Regions from separate parts of the Mus musculus genome. Here all the other regions are linked to region 4. A link is a contact called in public HiChIP or PLAC-seq and promoter capture Hi-C data. All regions are on one chromosome and are shown on one strand. Each heading gives the region's core, a stretch centred on a gene start, on an enhancer-like site or on the middle of the called end of the contact. The rest is flanking DNA. Distances are from core to core; before and after follow the strand shown. Region 1 holds the start of Hmg20b (high mobility group 20B). Region 2 holds the start of Stk11 (serine/threonine kinase 11). Region 3 holds the start of Fzr1 (fizzy and cell division cycle 20 related 1). Region 4 holds the start of Izumo4 (IZUMO family member 4). Region 5 holds the start of Arid3a (AT rich interactive domain 3A (BRIGHT-like)). Region 6 holds the start of Arhgap45 (Rho GTPase activating protein 45). Region 7 holds the start of Wdr18 (WD repeat domain 18).

Region 1 (4,216 bases), core at 869-3,368, 650 kb before region 4:
GCGGAGATTCACCTGCCTTTTCCTCTGGAGGGCTGGGACTAATGGCGTGTGCCATCACCTCCCAGCTTCTTTCTTATTTATTTATTTATTTATTTTTAATTGTCTCTGAGAGGCTTTCACTATGTAGCACAGGGGACTGGAACTTACAGAGATCCCCTGCTTCTGTCTCCCTAGTGGTAGCATTAAAGGCAGGTGAGCCCACACCAAGCTCACAGCCAGTGATGAAGGCTGAGACTCTGTTCAGGGTAACTGTCAGGCTGCTCCCTTCCTGGACCACCTGTAGAAACCTTTGACCTGTGCCTGGGTCCCCACAGCCGCCTGTCATTGTTTTACCCAAATGCTCTTCTATCTCTGTTGTAACAGGAAGCCCAAGTTTGATCAAGCCTAACCTTATCTAAGAAGCTCTATCTGAACTGTCACCTGCTTGAGAGGAGCGGCTCAGAATCCCCCAGCCTGTTGAGTTTGGGGGGCGTCACTTGCACCTGCCATTAAGATAGACATAAGCACATGCTGCATGTGTAAGCATGTGTGTGGTCCCATAAACACATGCTATCATTACAATGCGTCACCTGGCCAACATTACCCCATCACAGAGTTTCAGTTTACAAACAGCACGGGAGGACTGAGCCCACGACCGCAGTGCATGATGGGATGGAAACACCCTAACCCTGCCCCAACCCCTCCAGGGGAATTATGGGCGGGGCTCCACTCTGACCACACTCCCAGCCCTTAGTGTGGCTACCAGGAATCGAACTGGAAGAGCAGCAGGTTTTATTTAAACCACTGAGCAATATCTTCAATCATTTGTTTTTAAAAAGATTTATTTGGGCTGGTGAGATGGCTCAGTAGGTAAGAGCACCTGACTGCTCTTCCAAAGGTCCGGAGTTCAAATCCCAGCAACCACATGGTGGTTCACAATCATCTGTAACAAGATCTGACACCTATTATTTCACGTTTATGAGCATTTTCCCTGCATGTAAGCCTGTTTGCTTGCCTAATGCTCAAAAGGGTAAAAAGAGGTCTCCTGGGACAGTTACAGATACTTTTTAGCAGACAAATGGGTGCTGGGGATCGAACCCAGGTTCTCTGCAAAAGAAACAGGCACTCCTAACCATAGAACCAACTCTCAGTTTCTCTTTTACTGTGGGATGTTACAGAAGACTGGAGTAAAATCACATTTGGCAACCTAGATGTGTGGTGCTGTCTCTTCCATTTGGATAATGCGGATCAAATTCAAGTTGTTGGGTTTCTCTGTAAACCCCTTGGCTTGCTGAGTCAGTCCGCACTGACCTTCAAAATGATTTTTTTTTTTTTTTAATGAAAATGCTCTTAGCCCAGCTTCTATCTCAGATCTAGGTGTCAGCCTCCCAGCCTGTTACTCCTCCTATGGTTCAATGTACCCCTTGGTCAGAGAGTAAAATCAAGGTTCCACGGGAAGGGAAATCAGTGCCTGGTGGTCATTTCCCCAGTCCTCCGTTTATAAAGCATACGTTCATTTATTGATTTAGGTCTGTGTGTGATGCACATGGCACAGCACACAGTGGAGTTCAGAGGACAACTTGCTGGAAAACCATTCTCACATTCCACTTTGTGGGTTCCGAATGCAAGTCGTCCACTAGGTGGCGAGCACCTTCAAGTGCTGTGCAATCTCACCAGACCCATTTTTTTTCAACGTAGTAAGAAAAACTACACCTGGCCGTACTGCAGGGGCGGGGGGTGCCTCTTTGGAACCTAACTCCTTCCTTAGAAGCCTACTAAAAACGCCTCTTCTGCCGAATATCCCCGGTCCCCATCTCCACACCCTAGCTCACCGGTCAGAATGGGGACTACTGGCCCTTTAAGGAGCTCCGCCCCACAGCACGCCGCCAGTCGCCTCCGATTGGTCCCGAGCGCGCCGGAGCGCAGCCGAACTTGACGCACCCGCCCGCAACCTGCCGACGCACCTCCCACGCGGCTCCGCAGATCTTCAGCCAACCACCGCCCGGCGCGCCGAGACTAATCTGCATGACCCCACCTCTCATGGAGGCCTCAGCCAATTAGAGCGCTATCCTTGGGTTCATTAGCATGAGGGCGGAGCGGGCGCGGGCGCTTGGTTGGACCGTCGCCGCGTCTCAGGTCCCGGGAAAGTTTTTTCAGAGGTGAAAAGAGCCGGGAAGTCCGGGCCTGCGCGGGGCGGGGGCTGCGGGGCGCGGCCTCCGGGACTCGATCTCGCAACAAAGGATCGCGGGGCCTCCTGCCCGAGGACCTCCCCGCCCCGGGATCCGCCTCCCCGGTCCGGGCCCCCCGGGGATCGCCCTGCGGTTCCCATCGAGGTGGCAGGCAGGACCCCCTGACCTTTGCCGGCTTCTGTTCCAGATCCCGCCCGGAGTGGCCATGTCCCACGGTCCCCGGCAGCCAGGCGCAGCCACCGCGTGAGTGCGCCTCCCCCAGCCTGTCCCGACCCTGGATAAGCCCTGTCCCCATCGTCGGGTACCCCTGGAAATGCCTTGTGTCCATCTCGAGTACCAGGGGTCATGCCCTGTCTCCACCCCGGGTACTCCTGGACATGTCCTGTCCTGCATCCTTGGGAACTCTTAAACATTCCCTATATCCACCCTCGGGTACCCCTAAACACACCATGTCCACGCTGGGATCTCTGGACATACCCTGTCTCATCCTCAGGTACCTCTGTGTACCTCTGTTTTGGGAACCCCTGATCCTGTCCTGTCCCTATACCCTACCTACCTTATCCCCACTACAGGAACTTCTGACCATGTCCTGTCACCCTTCGGGGATTTCTGTACTCCCTGTAGAACTGCCAAGACACCCTATGGCCTTCCTCACTATCTCATCTTCCTCCCAGGCCCCAGGACCAACTCACCTCGTCCTCCGTCCCCACCCCGCCAGTGGCCTACTGTGATCCTTGGATCCTCAAACTCTGGGTCCCCACCCCCTTTTTCCAGGCTCATGCGTGCTCCCACATACTTCTGTGATCTCCAATGACAAGAAGGGGATGGGTAGGTATGGGGGAATGATTTTGGCACTGATGGATGACGCTGGTTTCCATTGTCCCCAAGACCTGCGGGAGGCAAGACTCCGGGCCAGCACGGGGCCTTTGTAGTGGCTGTCAAGCAGGAGCGCAGCGAGGGTTCCCGAGCTGGAGAGAAGGGGCCCCAGGAGGAGGAGGTGAGTCCCCATCTGAAAAGCCTGGCCGGCCGCTGGCTCAGCAACACATACCTCACAAATCCAGACTATAAGATCCTCCCACTGCCTAGCAAGAGGCCACACCCCAGCCTAGCCTGTCAGTGGCTTCAGCCCCACCCCTAGGAGGCTGTCTTGGTGCAGGACCCGTAGGTTCTCTAGAGTTCTGACCCTTGATCTGCCGACCTACCACTAGACTAGGCCCCGCCCATATGCCCCAGACCCCCACCCACACTTCCCAGAGCCCCTCCCAAGGACACAGCCTCCTCCTGCAGCCAGTGAAGAAGCGAGGCTGGCCCAAAGGCAAAAAAAGAAAGAAGATTCTCCCAAATGGGCCCAAGGCCCCCGTCACTGGCTATGTTCGCTTCCTGAATGAGAGGCGGGAACAGATTCGCACCCGCCACCCGGACCTTCCATTCCCGGAGATCACGAAGATGTTGGGCGCCGAGTGGAGCAAGCTGCAGCCGGCAGAGAAGCAGGTAGAGACCAGAGAAAGGGGTGGCAGAAACAGGAGGATCCCTGGGCAAGCCCCATCGGTGAGAGACCCAGGCCCAAAGAACAAGGTGGAGAACGTCCAGTAGTCCTGGAGAAGGGACCCTCTCTCTGTGGGTTGGAGGGAGGAAGGGAGGCAAGGGAGGGGTTACGAATACATCAGTATGAGGGGAGTTGGGGGCCTGGCTCTGGCCACATCTGTGTGCCTACCTTCGTTTGGGCTGGCCCTAGTTTGAGGATGCTGCCCCCCTCCTAGCGGTACCTGGATGAGGCAGAGAAGGAGAAACAGCAGTACTTGAAGGAGCTGTGGGCATACCAGCAGTCAGAGGCCTACAAGGTCTGCACTGAGAAGATTCAAGAAAACAAAATTAAAAAAGGTGAGTGAGCCAGGCAGTAGTGGTGCACACCTTTACTCCAGCACTTGGGAGACAGAGGCAGGTGGATCTCTGCTTTTGAGACCAGTCTGGTCTGTAAAGTGAGTTCCAGGACAGCCAGGGCTACCCAGAGAAACCCTGTCTCAAAAACAAACAAAAGCCGGGCGTGG
Region 2 (4,331 bases), core at 837-3,336, 590 kb after region 4:
CCCAGACATGGTGGGCTTCCAAGAACCATTACCCTGAAGCCAAAGGAAGCCACTTGCCTTGGAGACCAGCAGACACCACCTGGAGGTGAGCAACCTCTGGCACCTCCACCTTGAGACAATGATTTCAAGCCAGGAATTTCCAAGCTCAGGCCTCTGAAGGAACACCTGATGCTGGGTGCCCAGGTTCCCCAGTGCAAGACTGACCTAAGACCACTCCTACAAAAAAGGCCAAGGAGGTCCTGAGAGGAGCCTAGGCCACCAGCCTGCCCTGCTCCACCCCTGGGTCCACACATCTGATCCTGGATATCTGTCCACCTTCCTTTCCTGTACGTACCACTCAAAGCAGTGCCCAGCTGGCAAAAACAAGAAGCTGCCAGCCTTTCCTGGGACAGGACCAGAGGCAAGGTCAGTTAGGCAGAGTGTGGCCAGTGCTGGTCCCAAAGATAAGGCCCCTTCTTGGAAGCCGGTAGGTGAAGTTTTCCAAGTTCCGCCAAGCCTAGCAGGCGATAAAGAGTCCCCACGGGCCAACGACGCCAACTACGCGCACGACACCGCAGGGACCTGCGCAAGCACTGGCCGGCTACCCCCCCCACCCCCTTCACCATTATTTTTGGCCCCACCGGTTCCCTCTAGCTGCGTAAACAAACTAGCCACCCGCCTGGCAACGCCCGCCAAAGAAGCCAGGCGCGACTTGCGCCAGGACCTGGCCCAAAGAGGGGGGCTGGAGGCGCAGTTGGCTGCACGACCTCCTGCTAGGACAGTCCTGCAGGCTGCCCTAACATACAGACCCCACGAGGTGACGCTCAGGGATAGATGGGGTAGATAAGGCAGTAAAAGGAAAGAGATGAAAAAGGAGGAAGGAAATGAGAAGAGAAAACGGTTAGAGGAAAGAGAAGAGCCAGAAAGTAGGAGGAAGGGCTGCCCAAGGAGCTCAAGGCAGCGCCCGCGTCGGCCCCAGGCCCTTGGCACCTACTTCTTGACGTTGGCCTCTCCATTGGGGATCCTGCGCAGCTTTTTCTTCTTGAGGATCTTGACCGCCCTGCGGCATAAGGTCTCGGAGTCCAGCACCTCCTTCACCTTGCCGTACGAGCCCTCCCCGAGCAGGTCCCCCATCAGGTACTTGCCGATGAGCTTGGCGCGTTTGCGGCGCGGCTGGTAGATTACCTCGGTGGAGTCGATGCGGTGGATGAAGGTGTCCATGCCCACCGACATCAGCTCGCCCTCGGAGAAAAGGCCCAACGGCTCGGGGTCCGCCACGTCCATCCTGGCCCACTCTTTGTCCTCGTCCCCTTCGGGAGCGCCAATTCTTTTCAAGTTCGAATTCCCCCCCCCCCACCCGCTTCTTCCAAATGTTCCAAGAAGGGGAAAAAAGGAACGGGGAAAAACAGGAACGACCTCCACAACTCTCCCGGTCCCCACAACCGGGTCCACGTCCGCTTCCTGGGCGCCAATTCTTCACTTTTGATTTTCCCCTTTTCTTCTAGGTGCTCAGGGAGAAAAAAAATGAAAATAAGAATGAAAAAAAAAAAAGCAATGAGCCCCCCCAACCCTCGCGTCCCCCCAATTCGGGTCCCCGGGGACGCTGCTTCCGACGGAGGCGACGGTCCGCCGTCGCGGCGCGCGGGCCGCTAGGTCATGTTCGCCACTTGGGCCCCGCGCTCAGGGGCCCAGGCGGCCGCGTCGAGGCCGGTCCGCGCCGTCCATGTCCGGCCCGCGCCGAAGCCGCGCGCGGCCCCTTAGTTCTACGACTTCTCGGGGCGCAGACTCCACCCGGACGCGGGACACCGGGACACCCGCAAGTCGCGGACACGAAATCCGGACAGGAAATCTTCCGGGGACCGAGGGGGGAAAAAAACCACCCCAGGCGGCGCGTCCCCCTCGCCGCCTAGCCGCCGCGCGACAGGCAGGAGGCCGGAGCGGCGAGGGGGGAATCGAACTCCAGGCAGAAAGATGCTGCCCGCGAGAGACAACTCCACGCCGGCGCCGCCCTCGGCGACTCGCGCCTCACTCGCGGACGCCGTGAGCCGCCTCCCCTTTCCTAGACCGACACGCCGCCGCCATCTTGTTTACCGCCCTGCGCCGCGCCGTCGTCGCACGTCGCAACGGTGGACACGCCCCCTCGCGGAGCCGACGTGCGCGGCAGTTGGCTGTAGCTTTAGGCCCCACCTTTCGGACCCGCCTCAATCGCCAACGAGGATTGGGCTATTTGGATCTAGGTGGGCGCCCGAGCTGACATTGGACAGTTCGGGTTCCATCTGAGAAGGCGTGATCTAAATTCTCATTGGTTGTCTGAGACGCCCGTCAATGGGAGTAAGCAAGCGACTGTAAGGGAGCGGCCGTGGGCTGTGGCTTCAAGCCCCGCCCCTCAGTGGTTGGCCCTGGTGTGTGGGGGCGGGACTTTATTTGCCAGTGGCTGTCGCAGACGCCCGTCAGCAAGCGCGACGGGCCAGCGAAACCTCTGGGCTGGCTGTGGTGACCTCGGAGTTTCGGGCCTCCGGTTAGAGTTCACGCGCGTCAACGTCCTCCGGGGAACGGCCGCGACTGGAGGCATGGGGGAGGGTGGAGAGAGAGGCTCGTGGATCCCTAAAGAGATCCAGCCCAGGCTTGCTCTTAACGGCCTTGGGGGAGGGGTCAAAGGTCAAAAAGTAGCCCAAAGTCGACACTCCCGAACCTGAAGCCTTAATGTAGCGCCTCTGAGATCCATGGCATAGAGAGGAGCGTTTCCTGTGCAAAATAAGAGCAGCTGGGCTGGTGAGATGGCTCAGAGGTTGCGGGCGATTGACGTCAAATCTGACTTCATGAGTTCGATCCCCGTAAGTTCACAAGGTGGCTAGAGTGAAATGCCTCCCTCAGGCTGTCTCTGAACCTAGGGACTCCGTGGTAGGCGCGCGCGCGCACACACACAACACAGAATTTTAAATAACAGTTATCAAAAAAGGTGGCTGGGTAAGACGTCGCCGCTGGCCTCAACTCACCTGCTGCAGTGTTTTTGGGTGGTTAATCTAATTATTTTTATCTGTGCCCTTTTTTAACTGCACGAATAAAAAATAAGGGTTGGAGTATGATTGAGGGACGAGTGCTCACCCTGCCTGACTCCCTCTACACACAAGTTTACGCACAGGCCGGTTACAAGGTCCATAGATCCGTGAGTCTATGGTTCCCTCCGAGGCCACTAGGGGGCGGGGTGTACTGCCAGGAGAGTCCTGGGGGAGGGAGAGACCTAGACTCCAGGAAAGGTGGGAAAAGTGCTTGCTCTACATGTGTTCAGCCTTCAGGACTTAAAAGGAGGAGAGAACTGACTTATGCAAGCACATAAATTAAGAAAAAAGATCAGAGAAACAGACGTGAAGACAGAAATCCAGGGAAAACACAGACTAGACAAACAGAGTCAGGCTGGATGGAGGGACAGGTCAGGGGTGAAGAGCACTGGCTGCTCTCCTGAGCACACAGGTTTGCTGGCCAGCACCCACATCACACAGGGAGACTCTGGAGTTTCACCTCCATTTCATTGCTCTGACATTGCCTTAAACTATGGCAGTGATAAGGAAGTCTCCTCCTCCACCTCCACCCTTCCCCTGACAGACTCCAAGGACAGATCCAGAAAGAGTCAGGGGCAATAGACAACATTCTGTTTCTACCCGATCTGTACCTGAGCTCCCCCAGTGTGACAGCCTCTCATGTCCCCAAGACATTACCCTGAATTCTCTGACGGGAAGAGTTATCACTCTGGTGAGAACTCTGGGTCAGAGATATAGTTAGAAGTATTTAGAGATTTATCATATTTACCTGTGTGTATGTCTGTCACATTCAGGACCCCACTGAGGCCTCAGATACCTTGGAAATGGTGTTGCAAATAGTTGTGACCAGGCATGTGAGAGTGCTGAGAACCAAAACTGTGACTTCCAGTAGAGCAGCTACTTTGTAAATTTGGGAACTCAGTACCACTTCAATAACATGAATTATCCCTGAGAGGCCGCAGATTCCAGACCATAGAAGCACAATGGGAATGGTGCCTGGGGTGGGGGGTGGGGTAGAAGCCACCAGGAGGGAAAACTTCAGACTAAAGATGAAGCCTGCAGCCAGGCTGTTTCCATCCCTGCTGCCACATACGTCACACTTACAGGAGGCTCAGGCGGTGGCAGGAAAGAGTTCACCCTCAACTACGTAGTGAGTTCCAGGCCAGCTTGGGCTACATAGTGCTACCATCTCTGTATTAGTCAGGGTTCCCTAGAGTCACTCAACTTATGGATAGTGTCTATACAGTAAGGGAATTTGTGATGATGACTTACAGTCTGCAGTCCAACTTTCCAACTACAGTCAGCTGTGAATGA
Region 3 (4,052 bases), core at 388-2,887, 680 kb before region 4:
GGAAGAGTGCTCAACCACCAACGGGAATCTGAGACTGAGATAGCAGCATGTGTTGAACACCAGAAGTCCTTTGCACAACCCCTTCCCACTATGTCCACTGAGCTCACTCAGCCCGAGGCTCATCCTTTGCCCTATGTGCATTTAATTTTTTAAATAGTTCTACTTGTGCCTGTAATTGATGGTGCATGCTTTTGATCCCAGCTCTTGGGAGGTAAAGGCAGACAGATCTCTGAGTTTGATGCCAGCCTGGTCTGCACAGCAAGTTCCAGGACAGCCAGGGCTACACTAAGAGACCCTAACTCGAAAAACCAAACAGAAGGCCAAACAACACAACAAAACCCAACCCTATTTGGGTTTTTTTTTTTTTTTGGTGTTTTGTTTTGTTTTTTAAGATTTATTTACGTGTTTTATGTAAGTACACTGTCGCTATCTTCAGACACACCAGAAGAGGACATCGGATCCCATTACAGATGGTTGTGAGCCACCATGTGGGAATTGAACTCAGGACCTCTTGGAAGAACAGTCTGTGTTCTTAATTTGTTTAGTGTCATTTACCCAGGGGCTGGCACAGGTGTGCCCATGGGATGGTCAGAGTTACACCTTGCAGGAGTTGGTTCTCGCCCTCTACCAAGTGATCCTGGGTATAAGGTGGGCTCCAGCTGGCTTAGCTGCAATCACCCTACCTTTTGAGCCATTGTGATGGGCCCAACATGTATGGTTTTGAACCTGGACCCTCTTGAGGTTTATTTCCAGCTGTCATCACTTGGGGCTTCTGGGAGTGAGTACTCAGGGACACGATAAATATTTTGGGGGGGCAGGTGTCTAACAGTCGTTCTAACAATGCAGAAGTTGAGGCTGGAGAATTGCTTCCAGCTCGAGGCTAGCCTGGCTAGAGAGAAAAAGGTAGCTCGAAAATTGAAAACAATAAACGCACAGTGAGTAACCAGCAGCGTCCGCGCGCCGAGCGCCATCCGTGGGGTAGTCACTTAACTGTTGAGTGAATCATAGCTTCAGGGGGAAGCGCCCCACTTCTTCCACAAACAGGAGCCACGCCTTCCTCCGCGCCTAGTTACTCCTGTTCTAGTCGTCCCCCCCCCCCATTCAGCCGTGGTCTTCCCCGACTGCTCATCCCAACACGGTTGCCCCGGGCAACAAGTGCCGTCTCGCTTCCTGTATTGATTTAAATCCTGAAGGACGTCCCATACTCCCGAGCTGCTCCGCGCTGGGGCGCGCAGGCGCAGCTGTTTGGGGTGGACGCGAGCACGGCACAGAGTGGGAGTGTCTAGGGGGCGTGCCCGCAAGGGACAGGGAAAGAGGCGGTGTGGGGGCGTGGCCTAGGAGAGGCGTTGGTAACTCGAGGGGCGTGGCTTCAGCACAGGCCACAGGGGGTTGGCGGAGAGATCCGTGCGTGTGGGCCGTGAGCGTGGCTGAGGGCGTGGCTTGCCCACGGAAAACCTTGGCGGCGTTGGGGGGGAGGACCTAGGGGGCGTGGCCTAGGCGCGGTGATGCGCTGGGCGGCGGGGCCGGTCGCGGGCGCGCGCGCGGCCTGCGGGACAGATTGGGGGAGGGAGTCGGGTTGCCACTGAGTTCCGCCATATTAGCTACCGCGGAGGCCGGGGGATTCCCGTGAGCAGCGGCGGCGGGGCCTGTCGCAACGGCGGGGCCTCGAACAGGCGCGGCGTGTTCCTGGGACCGGCGGGAACCGGCGGGTGCCGGCTGGCGACCGGAGCGAGGCAGGTGAGGACACGGGTGACTCGGGGACCCGCCCCCCCAGCCGACCCCTTCCTTCTCTGGGGCTCCAGTGCGGCCTGATCCTGAACCCCACATCCCAGCGACCTCCAGTACCGGCCCCGACCCCGCCAGCTCTCTGAGTCTGTCAGAGTCCTCCATCCCCAGAGCTCTGCTCTGATAGTTGCTCCCCTCGAATCCAGGGCACCACCCGTCTTGTTCCCCCGAACCCCAGAATGCAAACCAGCTTCCCAGATGAGGCCCTGAGTCACCCCAACCCTGAGTCCCCTCACCCGGCAACCTCGCCTTGACCTCGCTCTGTCCATCACAGCAATCATCGCCCAGAGCCTTGTTCAGAGCACGGCTAATGTCCAAATCCAGGCATTCCACATGTTGCAGCTCAGAACCCTAGGTCAGGCTCCTTGCGCCCCCAAATTCAGGTCACCCTTTACTACTTCCACCAAAACCACCCAATTCAGGTGAGGTCCTGAGTCAGATCTCAGACGGTCTGTCCCCAATGACCTCGCCCTGTCACCAACACTCTGTATTCTTTTGAGCTATGTTCCCTTAAATTTAGAGCATTCTGTCTCATGCTGATCACTCAAGACTCAACTGCAAACCATTCATCTGCACCCTGTTGACTTCCAAATGTAAATCCCCCTGCCTCAGATGCTCCCTACATCCAAACTGGGATCTGAGTCAACCTCCAGAGTCCAGGAGTCTCAAATCTGGCATTCCCCAGGTGGGAAGGATTGTGAACTAAATTTGCCGTAAACACCCAGTGGTTCAGCCAACAACCAGGTGTCTCATCTCAGGGGAGACATGGCCAGAAACCACAGACATTCTGTGTCCCCAAATCCACCACGTACCCTCTCAGATCTGAACCTCCACTCTGTGTCTTCAAATGCAAGTCCAGGTCCTTCCATCCTCTATCCCTGATCCAAAGCCATTGTCCCCTACAAAGCCCTTAAATCACCCCACCAACTTCACTTGTCTCCAGCTGTAAGCCTGACACCAACCTCTGTATAGGCATTACCTTCCTACCCCGCTCCCCTAAATTCTCTGCTAATTGAGAGCACCTGGTGGGATGCACTCCTTGTTGAGAACACCTGGTGGGAAGCACGCCCCCTACCCGTCCTGTCTGAGAGATGACCTCATTCCTCTGGCTGCTGAGTCCCAGTCCTAGCTCCTTCCTGCTGTTTGAATGAGGGTGATTCCCCAGTGAAGATTCACCCAGAACAGACACCACCTCTGGCTCTCGGGATCAGGGCTTAGAAAGAAAGGGAGTTGGTGGCTCTAGCTCTCATGGGGCTGGGATGGCATGTGTTGTAAAGATTAATGGAGTTCTCAAGTGTGGATTTGGTACTTGAGGAGTTTAGCCCATGTTTTGTGGTTCAAGGGTCTCTTTGCTTCCTTCGGATAGAGGGTCAGGAGCTAAGTGTGCACTGGAGGAGTCTTGGTGTGGTTTATTTCCTGGTTCTGGGCATGAAACCTAAGGCCTTTGCACATGCTTAGAAGAGAGAGGTCACCAATGAGCCAGGCTCCAGCCCCTTACTGGGAAATTCTAGGCAGGGGCTCCACCCTGACCACACCCCCAGCCCCTCACTGGGAGATTCTAGACAGGGGCTCCACCCCTGACCACGCCCATAGCCTTCTTTACCTTTAACATTATTTTTAAAAGATGTATGTGGGTGCTGGGCAGTAATAGTTCATGTAGAGGCAAAAGCAGGCCAATCTCTCTGTTCAAGGCCAGCCTGGTCAACAGAGTAGTTCCAGGAGAGCCAGGGCTACACAGAGAAACTGTCTTGAAAAAAACAAAAGAAAAAAGTGTATGTGTGGCTTTTTTGATATTTTTATGTGTATGGGTATTTTTCCTGTGTTTATATCTAGGTATTACATTTGTGCCTGTTGCTGGTAGAGACTGGAAAAGGGTGTCAGATCCCCTGAAACTGAAGTTACAGTTGTGAGCTGCTGTGTAGGTGCTGGGAATTGAACTGCGGTCCTCTGGAAGAGCTAAACCATGTCTCCCGCCCAACTGTGTTTATTCTACTATTTTTTTAAAAGGATTTATTTATTTTATGTACATGAGTACACTGTAGCTGTCTTCAGACACACCAGAAAGGGGCATCCGATCCCATTACAGATGGTTGTAAGCCACCATGTTGTTGCTAGGAATTGAACTCAGGACCTCTGGAAGAGCAGTTAGTGCTCTTAACCACTGAACCATCTCTCCAGCCTAGCTGTGTGTATTTTTATGTATATGTGTGTGTATCTGCTTGTCTGTATGTTTGCCAAAGACAGGCATTGCCCACAGAAGGCCAAAG
Region 4 (4,400 bases), core at 577-3,076:
CTCCTCACTCCATCCCTCTCCCCACTCCCCATACCCCGCTCCTCACCTCACTCCTCCCTCTCAAGTGGAAGGCCTGGTCTTACCTCATCTTTTCATCCTGTCTGAAATAGAATGGGGCTCCAGTTAGACCCTCCAGGTCTGCCACCACACCAATTCAGGGAAGAATAGGTTTCATGAAGACCCTTCAGCCAGGATGGCTTGCCCCCTTCCTCCAGCTGAACTTGGAGACCTTTGAAGGGTGTGGGCAAGGTCCTCCTGAGCCTTGGCAAGCTTCAACCCCTCATCATAAGGCACACACAACCTTGGATTCCAGCAGGAACTTACTTGTGCCAGGTGTTTCTACAATGACAGTAGGTTTGGAGTCAGGGGACCAAGTGGCCTCCCTTGGTGTCTCCCTCTCCATGTCCTGGTACCCAATAAGCCCCAGCTCACATGTATTTCAGAAGGCCCTGTACAGCTGACTCCCACTGTGCCGATGACCTGGGGTGGGGGGGGGGAACACAAGACTTGGTGGTGGGGTATCCCCAAGGCCCTGGTCCCCTTCCTTGCCTAGGACCCCAGGGGCAGTGGGATTGCTGCATGAGCCATACTTGCAGTAGTAGCCAAAGCAAATGACGTGGGAGTCCGTGCAGTTGCTGCAGGAGATGGTCTCGTACTGGTAGATACCTGCAATATATGAGAAGCAGCCCCAGACTCCCCTGGGCCCTCCCCAGCCTGGGCCACTGCCACTGTGGCCCTTAGCCTGGACCATGGTTCACTTACCACAGTGACGCTGACAGTCAATGCGGCCTGGGGAGGGGAGGACATAACAGGATAGTGCTTTCTGACAAGGCCCAGAGCTCAACACCTCAGCCCCACTTGTTTTTGTAGCCCAGGATACCCTAGCACAGAGAAGGTAGCCTAGGCTGCCTTGTGATTTGTGGCAATCTTCTTGCCTCGTTCCCTCATTTCTGAGTGCTGGGATTACACGCTTGTGCTACATGAGTTTCATGGATGTAGGAAGGGGTCAGTTGCAGTGAAAGATGGGGATAACCTAAGGGAAGGATGGTTCCATTGTTCCTAGGTGCCACCAGGAGACTAGTTTGACAGAAATAAGGGGGTGATGGGCATGCTAGCAAACATTTATGCAAAAGGGCCTCCTGCAGAGTCACTCCTCCCTGAGCCCTGTTTCCAGTGCCCCTAGCCCTGAAGTGCCAGCGGCCATGATCATCTTCCCCTCTGTGGAGCCCACTGCTCACTCTCTATGATGGCGTTCTGGATGAGGCGCACTTGCTCCCGGAAGATGGCCCGCAGCTCATTGGGGAAATACCCTGATGTGAGAGTCACAGCAGAACGGTCAAGTTCAGGTGCGTAGCAGCTCGCACCGGCCCCACCTGTTTCTCTTTTTACCTGGGAAGTACATCTTCCCCTGGTACAGCTGGTCCATCCTCTGGTACACGGCTTCTGCTACTTGATATAGCTTCTTCCGGGCTAAGGGCAGGAGGAAAAAGCAAGCAAATGAGTGGCCCTGCCCGGTTCCCTGCTGCTCTTCTGACCCTGGAATGGGTTCCGCCGCTCACTGATCTCAGCAGGAATGGCCAGATGGAGCTCCTTCATCGTGTTCTGGATCCAATCGGAGAGCAGCATCCCCGACACAGGAATGTCACCCACCCACCACGACTTGAGGTTCACGTGGTGACGATAGAAGGAGAACTTCTCCGCGAAATTGGGGTCGCACTGCAGGCAGCCCCGGGCCAGCGCCGCTGTCATGCCCAGAAACAACAGCAGGGCCATGGCCTGGCCCAGCCTGCCTTGCCCAAACATCGGCGCCGCCAGCGCCGCACCCTCCAGCCGCGCACCAACCAACGGTGCCTCCCGCGCCACGCCCTGCCACGCCGCACCAACCAACAGCTCGCGCTGTGGACCCTGGCCGCGCCATCCCCTGCCCGGGCCTGATCATGCTTCCAACTCTGGTCCCGCCCCGCTTAGACATGTCCCGCCCACCGGGCCTGATGGCGCAAGCCTTTAATCCCAGCACTTGGGAGGCAGAGGCAGGCGAATTTCTGAGTTCGAGGCCAACCTGGTCTACAAAGTGAGTTCCAGGACAGCCAGGACTACACAGAGAAACCCTGTCTCGAAAAAAAAAAAAAAGACAGCGCCTGCCCACGGATGGCTCCGCCCCTACCTGGCCAGGCCCCGATTAGACTCCTGTCCCAGGCCTGGTTCCGCCTACAGGCCTGGTACCGCCCACGGATGGCTCCACCCCTTTCTAGCCTGTCACCACACCCACCCCACCGCCATCCGGACTTCTGTCCCAGGGCTGGCTCTACTGGATCTCCCCAGGAGAGTGTAACTGAATCTCTCCAGTTACAATTGGCAACTGGTAATGCCAGTCTGTCCCCAGGCTCCACCCCATCCACAGCGCCTTACGCATGCGCTTTGGGCTGGCGCCAGTTCCCGAGCCAGCGAGGGAGGGCTCGTCCCGCCCCTCATCCGCTCCACTACAGCCAATTAGCAGCGCCCGTCCTGGTCTCCAGGGGCGCGGAGTGCCGCCTGCCTTTCACACCGTGATCCTCCGAACTCGGGCGCCACACCTCCATCCGGGCTGCTTCCCTTTAAGGGAAGTAAATCCGGCTGGCGGGCGCGGCCTGGGCGGGGCGTGCGGCGTGTCCCTCCGCGGGCGTGTCCCTCTGCGGGCGCGGCCGGAGACTGGGCGAAGCGAGAGACGGTTCCGGACAGCCAGGTGGGTCCTCCGAGGGCCAAGGCGGGCGGCGGGCAGCGGGACTTCATCCCTCAGGGTGACAGTGTCCAGCGACCGGCCCAGAGTGGGCGCTGGGGACCTGGATCTGTCAAAAGGAGGGAGAAAGGAAGCGTCATGGATCAAAAGCGTGTTTAATATTTGAGGTCCTAGATAGCACAGGCTAGCCTCCAGCGGCTGGATAGGATCCTCCTTCCCATCTCCGCTGACTCATTTGTTTGAAATGATCACGTTTCTGTTAAACTTCATTGAAGGTCTGGGCTCTTGCTCTGGAGTGAAGCATTTGCCTTGTGTGTAGAAAGCCCTGGGTTCTATCCCTACTTCTGCCTCTTCAGCACTCCTCGGCCTCCCCTAAATAAGCCATTGAAAGGCTGGATGGAGAGACTCAAAAACAGATCACAGAAAGTTAACTTTGGCCGCAGTTTCTTTTTCTTTTTTCTTTTCTTTTCTTTTCTTTTCTTTAATTCTTTCCTTTTATATTTAGCCCAGGCTATCCTGGAACTCAGCGAGATCACCCTGCCTGTGCCTCCTGAACGCTGAGATTAAAGGTCTGCGCCAATAACTTTGCCTTTTCTCTTCCCTCCTGCCTCCACCCCTTCCCTAGGCTCCATAGAATAAAGTGCCTACAGTCAAGTAGAGGTTGGCATAGTGTTAAGGCAGGGCAATTATTATTCCAGAGCTCCACGTGTATCCTTGTAACTTTGGTTTCTGATTTGCTACCGTTATGCAGAGTTGGGAGCTCAGGAACTAGGGGTGGGAGTGTCAGGGGACAGTTAGGTAGGACTCTCAGGTCAGCCAGCTCTTCCTTCAGCATGGAGGAAGTGGTTACTAGCTCTGTAAGTGATGGGGCTTCAGAGAGGTGCTAGCTGGAGGCAGCAGGATGCAAAAGAGACCACAGACTTAACCATTGACAAAGGCAGAAGCAGATAACCTGAGAACTTCCGAAAACCAGGTTTTAACCGCCCCTGTCCTGGGCTTGTTTTTAGAACTCAGTGAACAGCAGAGGTGACAAGGCTAGAGAGTTCCACCCCTGGGGCTTCTTGATGTCTGTCCTTTCTCCATCTTGATCCATTCCAGTGCCATTTAAGTTCAAGGGCAGCCTGGGACACTTAGTGAAATCTCACCTCAAAAAGAGCAAAAGGGGGCTAGTGCTCTTCCTGAGGTCCTGAATTCAATTCCCAGCAACCACATGGTGGCTCACAACCATCTGTAATGGGATCTGATGCCCTCTTCTGGTGTGTATAAAGACAGCAACAGTGTACTCACATATATAAAATAAATCTTAAAAAAAAAGAGCAACAGGGCTGGGGGTGTAATCAGGGTGGAGCCCCGCCTAGAATTCCCCCAGTGAGGGCTCAGGAGCAGAACATTAACTTAGGGTGTGTATGAGCCTGGGTTCCTCCCCAGTATTGGAGGAGGGGGGTGATAAGCCCTACCCCAAAGTAGAATTAATTTCAATGTTAGGGCGGAGTGAACGTGATAGAAACATATGTTTGAATTGAAATTTATCTGTCTGGGATCAGAGATGTGGACTGAGCAGAGCCCCCCATCCCCGACCTTAGTGTCACCCTGAGACCAGGACGACACTGCAGGGCACTGTGTGAATGGCATGCCTCTTACCTAGGAGAAATGTAGTTTTTATTGTGTGTGTATGTGTGCCACT
Region 5 (3,885 bases), core at 1,102-3,601, 780 kb after region 4:
GCAGACAACTCCTGGCTGTTGTTTTCAACAGACATCCTGGTCATCTGCTCCCCTGCCTAAGGAGACCTCTGCAGTTCAGGACTCTCTAGATCTTCAAGGAGAATGAGGACGTCTAATGTCCCCTTCCCTAGACCCCTTCCTTTTCCTTTGGGGTCACCCCAAACCCCACACTTTCAGCAGAATTCTGGCAGGTGGGTGGCCCCAAAGGAAAAGAATGCCAAGGGTCACCCCTTTCAGCCTAGGCTTCCCAAGAAAGAGAAACCTTGGAGGCCTGGACACATGAGTGGCCTCAACACTCAGTCCCTCCACACCCTGTGGCTGCTGGTCACCCTGGTCCACCAGACTCAAGAACTGCTGGAGGGGACATTTCTGGACACTATCTGGCTTGATCCATCGCCCTTCCCCCACCCCGCTGAGCACAAACCCCCCCCCCACGGAAATGCTGAAAGCGACGCCCCCTCTTTGAGGGTGGGGTGGGGGAAGGCATGAGGAAAAAGCTAGAGGAAGCCCCTCTCCCAGCCTCCCGTCCCCCCACCCAGGTCTGTTTGGTTTAATGACCCTTCCTGGTGGAGGGTGGGGGAGGGGAACAGGGTAGGCCTCCACTGGTGGGGCTGGTAGCCCTGGAGGGACACAGATGGAAACCCCAAAGCTGCCCCTAGGTCAGGCCTGGACATCCCCCACCCTCTAGAGGTACCGGTACCCTGAGCCAACGTTGCCCATCCTTATAGACCCCTCCCCCAGCCCTTTGTCCTTGGCCCCCACCCTCAATTTATGGCATTCTCAGAAAGATCTACTAGGAACTGGTAGCTGGTGTTTGTGGAAGGGGGATCTGGCTGCAGTGGGGAAGAGACCCAGAGCCACACCCTAGTCCCCCCACCACCTCCAAGCCTCAGGTCAGAGAGAGAGAGAGAGAGAGAGAGAGAGAGAGAGAGAGAGAGAGAGAGAGAGAGAGAGAGGGAGGGAAGGAGGGAGGGAGGGAGGGAGAGAGGGAGGGGGAGAGGGAGAGAGGGAAGAGAGAGAGAGAGAGAGAGAGAGAGAGAGAGAGAGAGAGAGAGAGAGAGAGAGAGAGAGGTCACTAGCTCGGCCAGGCCTTGCAAAACACGGTTATTTGGAGTTGTGCAAGGCCAGGGCCCGAGGGTGGCGAAAGGGGCCCCTCTCTCCTCCAAGGGAGGTGGAGGGGGAAGGGCAGGAGCTGGGGAGGGGGCTGGGAAAGAAGGCACTGTGCCCCCCCAGGAGACGTGTGCAAAAACACACCCCAGTCAGAGGACAAATGTAAAACAACAACAAAAAAACAAACAAACAACCCCCCCAGTGGAGTCGGTATTTCAAAGGCTTCTTGGAAAGAGCGAGCTGGGGAGGGGGGGTGACCCTGCTGCCCAAGTCGTAAAAAACGGAAGATATTTGACAAACCCGCTGCGAGTTGACACACACGCGCGCACTCCGCGCTTCCTGCTCCCTCTTTTGTGTCGGGGGGGGGGGGGCAGGGGACCCTACCGGAGGGATCTGGATGGGCGCACCCCGCGGGGCAAGTGGAGACCCCAGTCCCAGTAGTACACTGGAGCTAGGGAACGAAATGGGGGGGGGGAGATGGGCGGACCCCGCTGGACACAGGTTTGGAAGAGAAAAAGAACTGTAGGTACCGGGGCGTGGTGGCGCGCCCGGCCTGGGATTTTCCCAAGCACTTGGGAAGGAAAGCTGCGGCAGGGGGATGGCCTCGAGTTTCAGGCTAGTCTGAGCTTTAACTCGAGTTCTAAGTCAGCCCGTACTACACAGTAAGATCCTATCTCCAAACATCTTTTTTAATTAATAAGAAAAAGCAAAACCATGTTCCCAGAGCGCAGCCCCCAGTCCTCTGCGCGCGCGCACATACACAGACACACACACCCCGGGTCCGTTTCCTTCCGCCAGGGGACAGCGCGCACTCGCGACCCCCGCGCACTCGTGTACCGGATGAAGGTCTCCAAGATCTACAACCGCAACAGCCACCCCAACTCTGATCCGTCAAGTCGCATACTCAGCCCTGCACCCCTCTACGCGCGCGTCTTTGCCTAACTTTGGAGACCCCGCAATTGTCGGTTTCCAGGGTGCCCTACGCTGCCACCTTTAGGAGAGATCGCTAGAGCCGCGCTGCAAAAGGCCTTACCGCCCGGGGTGGCCCGGGGGGCGCATGCCCCGGTGCCCGGAGCCCAGCCCAGAGTCCAGCCTGCTGGTGGCCTCCGGTGGCCTCTCTCCCCCTTGGCCTCCCCCTGGTGCCCAGTGCACGCTCCTGGCTTCGGGGTCACCCGCCTCACCGAGTCTCCAGGCCGCGTCTACATCTCCATCCGTCTGGATCGGATAGGGACGAGGTCTCCGCGCGCGACCGGGCCCCCCGCCCCGCCCCTCCCCCACCCAGCAGACGAATCGCCGTGTGACAAATTGCTCTCAGATGCAAATACCTCGCCGGTGATTCAGCAGCCCCGGGGACGCAGGAGGAGGTGGTGGGTGTCTCTCCAGGGTCCCCCTTTCCAAGCTTTCCCAGGACACCACACCGGGGTCCCCCTTCTCCAACTCAATCTGAGGACGTCCACGGTGGGAGGAGGTGGAGGGGAGCCGGAGAGCCGCCACAGAGTGGACGGAAAACTTCAGGTCGCGGCCCCTTTAAATGATAATAAATAATAAAAGGAAGGGGGAACCGGACTGAGGGACGCTCCGCCCCCATCTTAGGGACCGTGCGCAAAGTGCACGCCGCAGCCCACGGCGCAGAGGCCGCGAGCGGGAGGGCGGGGCTGCGAGAGCCCCATCGCGGGAATCCCGAAGAGTTAAAAAGGGTTCCTCGCCCCACCTCTGAGCGGAAAGTCACCTGGGCCCCCGGCCGTTTCCTGGTTTCACCCGGAACGCAAGATGGATAAGCCAAGCTTGGAGCTGGAACCTCCGCCCACTATGCTACCCTAACCTTCCGGGCCTGAGGCTCCACGTCTCTGAAATGGGCTTAAAAACCCCCGGCTAGGCTAGATCTGCGGGGGCTGGGACGCTGGGGTGTGAGGGCGCTGCGTGCGCAAAAGCACCGGGTTGGGCTGCGCGCGCGTTCGAGGAAATGCGAGGAACCGTGACGACCGTACCTAGGAGCGAGGGAAAGGAGGGCCATCCTTTAACCAACTCAGTGAAGCCCCTGCCTCGGTCTACCCAGTTCGTCTCGGGAGAGTACTGGATTCTGAGGTCCCATTTTGCAGGCTGGGAAACCGAGGCATGATGTGAGCTCAGCTAGAAGTTGAGACGATTCTAGTGGGTAACGCCAGTGCTCAGGGCAACCCCCGACCTCGACTAGTTCCCCATAGGTGGTGCTCAGGTCCCTTGTTAGACTGTTGTGGGGATCTTGAGCAGTCTGCCCCTTGAAAGCCACTTGTGTGAGTGTCTGGAGAGATGGGGTGGCTCCGGCCAATCCAAGTTCCCGGAATCCTCCCTAGAATCTGAGACTGCAGCAGTTGCTTGGAACCTTAGCCTGCAAGGCTAAGAAAGTTGCAGGTGGCAGCGAACTGCGCCTTCAAACTTTAGACACCTTGATGTGTTGGGGTGTGGCCCCGGGGTGGAGCTGGGCCTGCACACCAGCATTCTTCTCCAGCATCAAACGGGCTACTAGCAGATCTTTCTCCCTCTAATCATCTTGTGTGTCCCCTGTAAACTTGGGCAACCCCCCAAAACATTCTGCCAAGATAATGAAAGCAACATACATTCCCATTCTCTCTCTCTCTCTCTCTCTCTCTCTCTCGTGTCTGTGTGTGTGTGAGAGAGAGAGAGAGAGAGAGAGAGAGAGAGAGAGAGAGAAAGAGACCGAGACCAGAAGGGCTTCAGCAGCTCACGCATAGAGGTCCTAGGAAAACTTAGTGGAGTCGGCTTTCTCCTTCCACC
Region 6 (4,012 bases), core at 92-2,591, 690 kb after region 4:
GGGAAAGCTCCCTCAGTGGGTAACTCTGCCGGACTGGCCGCAGAAAGGGGGCTTCGGTACCCACGGCCCAGGGTCCAGGTGGCAGTGCCCGAGAGCGGGAAGCCTGCTGCACTGGCATGGCGGCTCAGGCTGGTGGGTCTTTTGAGTGTCCCTGTGCCCTTGGCTACCGTGGACAGGGATGTGGCTGGTGGCTCCAGGCCGGGAGCTTCTGTCCAATCCTTCCTGGGCAGCTCCTAGGTATGCATAGGGAAGAGGAGTCAAGGGGATCCCCCATCCCAGACACTGCCTCAGTTTCCCCAGAAAGTCCTCACAGGGGTCAGAGGTCAGTGGGCAGAGAATTTTAAGCTCCCCCCCCCCCACCTGTTACCCAACATCCTCCTGTCTATAGCTTTCACAAACAACCGTCCCTACCCAAACCACAGCCAGAGGCGGGGCCTGTGGGGCACAGGAGGGAGGGGGCACCCCACTTCCTGGTGGGGGTGGGGAGGACTCTTGTGAGTCTCTAACCCTGTAGCCACCCCAGATACCTCTACGGGTGTCCACTTTCTAAAAACATGGATAACTTCTGTGACCTGAAAAGATCATCAGGCTCCTGTGTCTCAGGACACCCCCAGACCTAGTAGAGGTACCCCTAAACCTCACAAATTCTCAAAAGCTCAGCAGGCAGCAGCAGGTCCTGGAGAAACTTGGAGACCCCCCCAATCTGCTCTGTACACCTGCACCCCAGTTCAACACCAGTTCCCCATTGGCTTTCAGAACCCTAAAATTGCCCAGACCCCATATTACAGTGTAGTCACTAGACTCCAATACCAGTTCTACCCACTACCCACAACCGTCATTGGCACACGACGGGGACATCCCTCATCAAGATGGGTGACTTGGTTGCCACCCAAGGCCATCCCTACCTACCGTAATGCGGCCTCCTAGGTTCAGGCCACTCCTTGTCGCCGGCCATTCTGCCTGGTGTGGACTATAGCTGGCCCGGTTCCCCCAGCGTGGACCCAGCATGGTGTTGTAGTTGCATGCTATGCCCATCAGTGACCACAGGCTGTGGGTGTCATCCTGGGTCCCCACCCGCTCTGTGCCCCACTCACCCCTGAGGAGGACTGCGGGTTGGGGCTCCCCGCGCGGTTCTTTTTGGAAATAGAGGGAGTTTTCATAAGTTCTCGCTTCTTCCGAGAGAACATGGTGGAGTCAGCCCCAGTGGCCCTAGGTGAGGACAGGCGGGCAACGGCAGGGTGGGAGTCTGGGGGTGGTCTCAGTCCTGCAACTCCTGGTGCAGGCTGTCTCTGGACCACATTGCTCAGGGCCACCCCCTCCCCAGCTGTCAGAGCCACACGTGACTGGCTTGGCTCTCATTGGCGCATAAGTCTCCTACACAGGAAAAGGCTCCCCAGCAGAGGGAGGGAGGTGACACCTCAGATCCGCCCCCAGTGTGACTGTCCCAAGTGTCAGCTCTTATAGGACTCTGCACACTGACTCTGACACAGGTTCCCCACAGCAGGCCACCTTCCACTTGCAGCCTGTGTCCTGTGTGGCCACCCGATCCAGGCATTAGCTGACTCTTGCTTGGGACATAACATACAGTCAAGAAAGGCAGTGTCATGTGTATACTGATATGAAAGACCAGAGAGGAGGCTGAGCAACAGGTTCACACACAGATCAAACAGACACCCCCTGAGTCCCTCACCATGCACAGGTGACCCCCCATTCCCTATAATCACCAGCCTTACAGTCTTCTGGGGACCATAGGACCTGAAGGTGCCATGCCTGGGTGGCTTCCATCCAGCAACCCAGGAGCTCCACTGCCCTGCTGGCCTCCACTTAGCTCCCACTCCCACTCTGCCCTCTATATCCCAGCTCTGAGCTTCAGGTCTCAGGATCCCCAGAGGTACTATTTAATAATTTAGACACCATGTCCCTTAACCATCCCAAACTCCACTGACCTCAGGCACACTGGGTGGCTCTCGGGGACACAGCCCAGAAAGGCCGCAGCCTGCAGTACCTAGGCCCGCTCTCCAAGCTCTGGTCCAGCCACAAACCCAGCCGAGGAGCCCCTTAAGGGTCCCGTGCCTCCCACTCATAGTTGGATGGCTGGGGGTGGGCTTGGGAGGTTGTCTCAGGATGAAGACTGGCTGGCTCTGGGGTGGGCTTCTGGTCCGGTCAGGCCAGGAAAGTACCAGGGTCCTCTATACCGTCTGGAACATTCCACAAGCCTGACCTCATCTCTACTTCACGGTCAGAAACACTCACAAGTCCCGCCCTTGGGTGTCAGACCCACATAGGTACATGCAGGTCAGGATACGTGTGACTGGACACCTGGGAAGTGTCCGTGTTGCAGGCAATTCACAGCAGGACACACGCGCATACTGTACATGTGATAGTGTATGGGACTGTACAGAGCTAAGACTCCTAAAACACAAACTCAGCCGTGGCCTCATTCTCATTCTAGTTTCTTTTTATTTCCCCCAGAGCCCAAGGCTTTCTGGGAGCCAGCGTATGGTACAGAGATCCTCTGTCTGAGCTTTGCCACTCAGTCCCAAGGCAGGCATGCTCAGATCATGGTCTCCACAGAGCTGGGGTCTTCCAGGAATCGGCTGACACGTTTGGGATGCTGCCGGCCAGGTTTGGAAACCTCCTCTTCTTCAGCCTCCTGCCGACTGCTCTCTTCCTCTTCCCCTTGGTCTTTGGAGAAATATAGGAACACCTGGCAGGGCAGAGACATGGAGGGGGCAGAAATGCATGGGGTGGGGGTAGATGTCAGCCCAGGGTCCTGAGGCACCTCAGCTCTTCCCTTCAAACCCTTTGATGGTGCCCGAAGTCACCTCCTCCAGAGTGGTCTGGCTCACAGAGAAGTCCTCCACACCGTGGGCCCTGCCCTGGGCAGCCAGCTCCCTGAACACTCGTGTCAGGGTGCATCTGCCCCCCGGTGGCAGTTGGAAGCGCAGACGGCTGCCGTGCACCTCCCGGAGTTCAGCCCCAGGGAATGTGATCCTGATGAAGGCTATCGCCGGCTCAGGCTGGTCCGGTGGGACCCTTAGAGTCAGTGTGTGGCCAGCCCCGAACCTGGAGGGGACAGGACCAGGGATGCAGGCCATGGCCCCTATTGCTCCTCGAAATCTCGATACTCCCTACTAGACCTGTCCTTGGCCTGTCTTGGACACCTGGACCCAACCCAATTCCTTCTCACCCTACCCTGCTGCGAGCCACGCCCACGAGTCTAAGAGACTACGCCCACTCAGAGGACCTGGCACACCTGTATCGAAGGACAGACACTCCTCACCTCCCCTGGACTCCATCCAAAAAGCTCCTCTGAGCACTTCCACCTTTCCAGGCTTCCCTCATACAGTCGGGCTCTGCCCCTATGGTGCATATGGCCCGCCCCTATCTTCTAGCCCTAACCACACCCACAGCACTCTTCTCTTCCCGCCAGTCCATCCTGCCCTGCTCACCTGCCTTTGAGATGCTGAGAGCTTCCCAGACAGCGGAACCGCCCGTTCACCATGATGGCCAGGCGCGTGCAGAGCGCTTCGCACTCCTCCATGCTGTGGGTGAGAGTGTGAGCACAGCTGGCCCAGCCTGCCTGCACGGGGACCATGCTCTGTTCCACCCTAGGGACCTCACCGGGTTCAGGATCACCTCATCCTGCGAGGTGGCCAGAGTGCGACCCTGGGGCTCACCTGTGCGACGTGAGCACTACGGAGCGGCCCTCGCGCACCACGGACAGCAAGCTGTTCCAAAGAAATCGCCGCGCACTTGGGTCCATGCCTGTGGTGGGCTCGTCCTGCAAAGGAGATATGGACTCTGGTGGGACCGCAGTGACAAAGCCTGTCCACTGGGACTCCGTCCTGTGTAAGCCAGAACACACTTCAATCAGACCCCACTCTGCTTAGGTAAAGCCCAAACGAAGCTAGATTTTGCACAGCTCCCCTCCCCGTCCCCCATGGCCTCCAACAGCTCAGACCCCAATTCACCAAGGCTCGGCCCCAGTAACTCCCATTCACAAACCACT
Region 7 (4,105 bases), core at 446-2,945, 740 kb after region 4:
CTTAGTTCCCTGGAGCTACAGACAGTTGTGAGCTGCCATGTGAGTGCTGTGAACTAAACCTGGATCCCCTGAAAGAGCAGCCAATGTTCTTAACTGCTGAGCCAGCTCTCTCATTCAGTAGACAGTTTTTCTTTCTTTTTTCAGGTTTATTTCCTTTATGAGTATTTTGCCTGCGTGCCTGTATGTGCATGCAGTGGGCAGTCTGGTGCCTACTGAGATCAAAAGAGGTGTCAAGTTCTCTAGAACTGAAGTTATGGATGGCTGTGAGCCATTCTGTGGGTGCTGGGAATTGAACCCAGGTCCTCTGCAAGAGCAACAAGTGTAGTCAATCACGGGAGCATTTCTCTTTGCTGCTGACTATGGATGTTAACTGACTTTCTGCTTCCTGCGCTGACTTCCCTCATATAAACCACAAGTGTAAATAAATGCTTTCCTCCTCCTCTGCACTGCTTCTGGTTCCTGCCTCCTCCTCCTCTGTACTAATTCTGGTCACTGCCCTTTTCTAAGTTTCTTTCCTGGTTGCTCACGACAGCACTAGAGCCACCAGCAGGTTGAACACTGTCCTGTATCTCAGTCACAAATGAGGACCCTATAGACATGGCCACATTTTTGTTTTCAGAAGTCATGGGTAAGATCTCCAAGACCACCTGCCTACCTCAGGTAAAACTGGACACCAACCAGTTTTACTCTCTAGCATTCCCAAGTGACACATACGTGTGACAAGCTGTTCTCACCTCCCACAGGTAGATGCTCTCTGCAATTCCTGCCAGGACATACAAGCCATTAGGTGCTGTGGTCAGACAGGTGACAGGCCCAGGACACATGATTTTCTGTTGGAGCTGATCCTAGGGACACAGGATACAAGACAAACTATGTGAGTATCAGAACGGAGGCAATGGAAGGTTAAAGTTTTTAGTACAGAGAGCAAGAGTAAGGGGGTTGGGGAGACAGACTGCTCAAGTGAGGGGTTGTCGGTGCGGCTCAGGGTTAGAACCACTGCCTAGAACCTCCCAGTGAAGGGCAGGGTCAGGGCTCAGCAGTAGGGATCCCAGCGGACAAGAAGGAAGCTCTGTGTTCCAGAAACATCAGAACCAGTAACCCCAGGCCTCAGTCAGTCCTGACTATGAAGATCTGCGACTCTTTACGAGGGTAACAAAAGGACGGGCCGTCGGTCTCTGTCTTCCTGCGGCTCCTCAAGATCTCTGATCTGCCATGCTGTCCAAAAGCATGACCTCTAACGGACCCCATTTTCCCTTCTGCATCAAAATTGGCGTCCCTAACACTACAAGCGTGCAAAAGCGGATTCGCCATCGATCTTCATCTGAGCACGCGTGCGTTGGCGCCATCTCCCTAGGAGAAAACCCCTCGGCCTCCGAGTACGCCCTGTCACGCAGCCACCCCAGGGTCGCCGGGACCCCAACCCTGGCGGCGCCCCAGGACTCTCGGCTGCCCCGCGGACGCTGAGGCCCCACACCTTACGCTGCAGCTCCCAGGCGCAGATGTAGTTCTTGCCCTGCTGCGCCGCCAGCAGGTACTCGCCATTGAGTAGCGCCAGGCCTCGCGGCCCCGCTTGGCCGCCTCGGTAGGTGAGCAGGTTGGCGCCCGAATGAAGCTCCCACACCACGCAGCTCCAGAGCTGTGCCGCGGCGTCAGTACACACCACCACTTCCATGGGCGCCGCCATCTTGCTCTGCCAGTCCCGCCCCTGAATCCCATCATCCTTAGAGAGACTGTTAAGATGGCTCCTGGCCGACTAGAACGGCCATAGCGCCTCCTAGAGGCCAAACTGGAAAGTCTACGCATGCGCGGTAGCTTCACCAAGCCGAGGAGGCTGTTGATTGCCTGGTGCTTTACGGGTTCCAGGAGCCCTAACGTGCGCATGCGTAAAAAGTTCGCGGCTCTGGGGCGGAGCTAGCAGCAGGTGAGAGGGCGTAGCCAGACGACCTGCACATGCGTACAAGCCAGTGCGCGAAAGGCGTAATGCTAGACCCAGCCAAGCAGGTTAAAGAACACCAGGAGCTTCTTCGGGGGCGGGGCGGGGCGGGGCGGGGCGGGGCGGGGCAAAACAAAACAAAACAAAACAAAACAAAACAAAACAAAACAAAACAAAACAAAACAAAACAAAACAAAACAAAACAAAACAAAACAAAACAAAACAAAACAAAACAAAACAAAACAAAACAAAACTGGATTCCTGCACATGCGTAGAAGACTGGGGAGTCCCTGGCCGGTCAGCACTGTATTACCTCTGTGTAGTGGAAGGTATTTTTGCTACCTGTTTGCTGGGTTTGTCTTTTTTTTTTCTTTCTTTTGTTTTCTTTTTCTTTCTTTCCTTCTTTTTTTCTTTCTTTCCTTCTTTCTTTTCGAGACAGTGTCTCTTTATGTGCTGGGTGGCCTTGAGCCTCCACCACCGGTGACCGGTTTATTTACTTTCTTTTCTTCTTCTTCTTTTCTTCTTCTTCTTCTTCTTCTTTTCTTCTTCTTTCTTCTTCTTCTTCTTCTTCTTCTTCTTCTTCTTCTTCTTCTTCTTCTTCTTCTTTTCTTCTTCTTCTTCTTCTCCTCCTCCTCCTCCTCCTCCTCCTCCTCCTCCTCCTCCTCCTCCTCCTTCTTCTTCTTCTTCTTCTTCAGATATTTACTTTATTTACATTTCAAATATTGTCCCCTTTCCTGGCTTTCCCTCTGAAACCGGTTTACTTTTTTTTTTTTAAAGATTTATTTATTTATTATATGTAAGTACACTGTAGCTGTTTTCAGACACTCCAGAAGAGGGAGTCAGATTTTGTTACAGATGGTTGTGAGCCACTATATGGTTGCTGGGATTTGAACTCCAGACCTTTGGAAGAGCCGTCGGGTGCTCTTACCCACTGAGCCATCTCACCAGCCCCCGGTTTACTTTTTAAACCTTGTTTTATAGCAAAAATATAAACCACTGATCTTTATACTTTATTTAGACCAAATGAAGTTAGTGACTTACTGCATGTAAAATCAGGCTACATACTCATCAAGGATAATATGTCTGGCTGAGGTGAATTGGTGATTAAACTCTTACCAATCGACCCACGCCCTTTATGGATTTGCCGCTTCTTTGCCCTTTCCTCTTTTGAGCCATAAATTTCAAATTTGTATTCGGTTCACTCCGTGTAGACCCAAAAGGTCAATCTCTAGCCAAGCAACCTTTAGCCTCGGGTCACAGCTGCTGGTCATAGGCCAGGTCTAAAACCAAGTGTCCCCTCCCTCCCTCCCTCCCTCCCTCCCTCCCTCCCTCCCTCCATGTGCTGTTAGTAAAGGAGATTGCAAGCAATTGTGGAATCGCAGCTGGGAATGTGGCTGCCAGAGCGCTGCGCCTGCCGTGGCAGCAGAGCTGGACGCACGGTGGGATGGTGAGCTGGGTCTAAGAGCAGCTATTGGGCCTGTGAAGGGAGCAAGGTTGCATGCTGGGTGCAAGCATTGGACTCAGCGACCCTGCGACCTCAGGCCAGAAAGAGAGGAAACGAGTCCGAGTGAGGCGTGTCACCCAATGTGGCCCCAAGATGGCAGGCTCGAGCTGCGGGGGAACAGGGAGGACACGGTAGGTGGTTCTCAAGAGAAGGCACCACTTTGAGCAAGAAACTCAGGAACAAGGTGCTGTCCAGTGGCACAGACACAGGTCTGGCAGAGGATGGAGCATGTAGAGCTGCATTTGAGAACGTTAGAGGGGACAGTCATGTGCTACTTCATTATGGGAGAGAGGAAATTTATTCCCCAAGGTTTAAGCTCAGGTTGTTCTTAAACACCAGACACTCCTACCTCAGCTGCCTATGAGCTAGGATGAAGCTACTTTTAATGCTAAAGTGTGACTAAGAAGAGAAATGAGAGGTTATCTCAAGCTGCCTCAGTGGGTAAGAGCACTTGCTATTCTTGCAGGATACCTGGGTTCAGTTCCCAGCACCTTCTCCAGGGTGGTTCACAGTCACCTGTAACTCCAGCTCCAGGGATCCAACACCTTTGGCACTCAGAGGGACCTGCATGCCAGTGAATGTACCCCCCCCCCACAGATACATACATATTTAATTTAAAAAACAATGAAACAAGAAACAGATGGCTCAGCCAGGCAGCAGTGGTAGCG

The links. HiChIP or PLAC-seq counts read pairs in DNA pulled down with a chosen protein or histone mark. Capture Hi-C pulls out chosen DNA fragments and counts their contacts.
Region 1: an H3K4me3 HiChIP or PLAC-seq map of embryonic stem cells shows a contact between it and region 4, with 8 times the contacts expected there. The contact joins the promoter of Hmg20b here to the promoter of Izumo4 in region 4. A contact is called at or near these places in 4 of 39 promoter capture datasets (cranial neural crest, embryonic stem cells, neural stem cells and 1 more) and 3 of 115 datasets of contacts at active chromatin or transcription factors (bone marrow-derived macrophages, embryonic stem cells and pancreatic cancer cells).
Region 2: an H3K4me3 HiChIP or PLAC-seq map of embryonic stem cells shows a contact between it and region 4, with 6 times the contacts expected there. The contact joins the promoter of Stk11 here to the promoter of Izumo4 in region 4. A contact is called at or near these places in 2 of 39 promoter capture datasets (cranial neural crest and pre-B cells), 1 of 484 Hi-C or Micro-C datasets (CD4 T cells) and 2 of 115 datasets of contacts at active chromatin or transcription factors (embryonic stem cells and pancreatic cancer cells).
Region 3: a contact with region 4 is called in a promoter capture Hi-C map of liver, with 2.5 times the contacts expected there. The contact joins the promoter of Fzr1 here to the promoter of Izumo4 in region 4. A contact is called at or near these places in 5 of 39 promoter capture datasets (cranial neural crest, embryonic stem cells, liver and 2 more), 1 of 484 Hi-C or Micro-C datasets (CD4 T cells), 3 of 115 datasets of contacts at active chromatin or transcription factors (bone marrow-derived macrophages, memory CD8 T cells and pancreatic cancer cells) and 1 of 9 other capture datasets (liver).
Region 5: a contact with region 4 is called in an H3K27ac HiChIP or PLAC-seq map of microglia, with 6 times the contacts expected there. The contact joins the promoter of Arid3a here to the promoter of Izumo4 in region 4.
Region 6: a promoter capture Hi-C map of liver shows a contact between it and region 4, with 2.7 times the contacts expected there. The contact joins the promoter of Arhgap45 here to the promoter of Izumo4 in region 4. A contact is called at or near these places in 1 of 39 promoter capture datasets (pre-B cells), 2 of 484 Hi-C or Micro-C datasets (both in CD4 T cells), 2 of 115 datasets of contacts at active chromatin or transcription factors (Th17 cells and pancreatic cancer cells) and 1 of 9 other capture datasets (liver).
Region 7: a contact with region 4 is called in a promoter capture Hi-C map of adipose tissue, with 2.2 times the contacts expected there. The contact joins the promoter of Wdr18 here to the promoter of Izumo4 in region 4. A contact is called at or near these places in 2 of 115 datasets of contacts at active chromatin or transcription factors (bone marrow-derived macrophages and pancreatic cancer cells) and 1 of 9 other capture datasets (adipose tissue).

What each region holds. Positions count from the first base shown.
Region 1 is chr10:81,348,329-81,352,544 of GRCm38.p6, reverse strand. Hmg20b (high mobility group 20B) reads left to right here and starts at 2,118. Exons shown (of 9, transcript NM_010440.3): 1 at 2,118-2,411; 2 at 3,057-3,165; 3 at 3,456-3,659; 4 at 3,929-4,049. The coding sequence starts at 2,374.
Region 2 is chr10:80,113,550-80,117,880 of GRCm38.p6, reverse strand. Stk11 (serine/threonine kinase 11) reads right to left here and starts at 2,086. Exons shown (of 10, transcript NM_011492.5): 1 at 974-2,086. The coding sequence starts at 1,263.
Region 3 is chr10:81,375,955-81,380,006 of GRCm38.p6, reverse strand. Fzr1 (fizzy and cell division cycle 20 related 1) reads left to right here and starts at 1,637. Exons shown (of 14, transcript NM_019757.1): 1 at 1,637-1,737.
Region 4 is chr10:80,700,119-80,704,518 of GRCm38.p6, reverse strand. Izumo4 (IZUMO family member 4) reads right to left here and starts at 1,826. Exons shown (of 10, transcript NM_027829.3): 1 at 1,560-1,826; 2 at 1,390-1,470; 3 at 1,239-1,310; 4 at 763-789; 5 at 591-666; 6 at 433-480; 7 at 325-339; 8 at 84-101. The coding sequence starts at 1,803. It overlaps Mob3a (MOB kinase activator 3A), which reads left to right and starts at 2,699. Exons shown (of 4, transcript NM_172457.2): 1 at 2,699-2,722.
Region 5 is chr10:79,925,807-79,929,691 of GRCm38.p6, reverse strand. Arid3a (AT rich interactive domain 3A (BRIGHT-like)) reads right to left here and starts at 2,351. Exons shown (of 9, transcript NM_001288625.1): 1 at 2,292-2,351. It overlaps Gm40715 (a long non-coding RNA gene), which reads left to right and starts at 2,701. Exons shown (of 2, transcript XR_001779822.2): 1 at 2,701-3,230.
Region 6 is chr10:80,014,001-80,018,012 of GRCm38.p6, reverse strand. Arhgap45 (Rho GTPase activating protein 45) reads right to left here and starts at 1,341. Exons shown (of 23, transcript NM_001142701.1): 1 at 1,095-1,341; 2 at 1-233. The coding sequence starts at 1,187. Abca7 (ATP-binding cassette, sub-family A (ABC1), member 7) reads right to left here. Exons shown (of 47, transcript NM_001347081.2): 44 at 3,681-3,784; 45 at 3,453-3,545; 46 at 2,826-3,066; 47 at 2,441-2,707. The coding sequence ends at 2,555.
Region 7 is chr10:79,957,742-79,961,846 of GRCm38.p6, reverse strand. Wdr18 (WD repeat domain 18) reads right to left here and starts at 1,695. Exons shown (of 10, transcript NM_175450.4): 1 at 1,475-1,695; 2 at 735-845. The coding sequence starts at 1,684.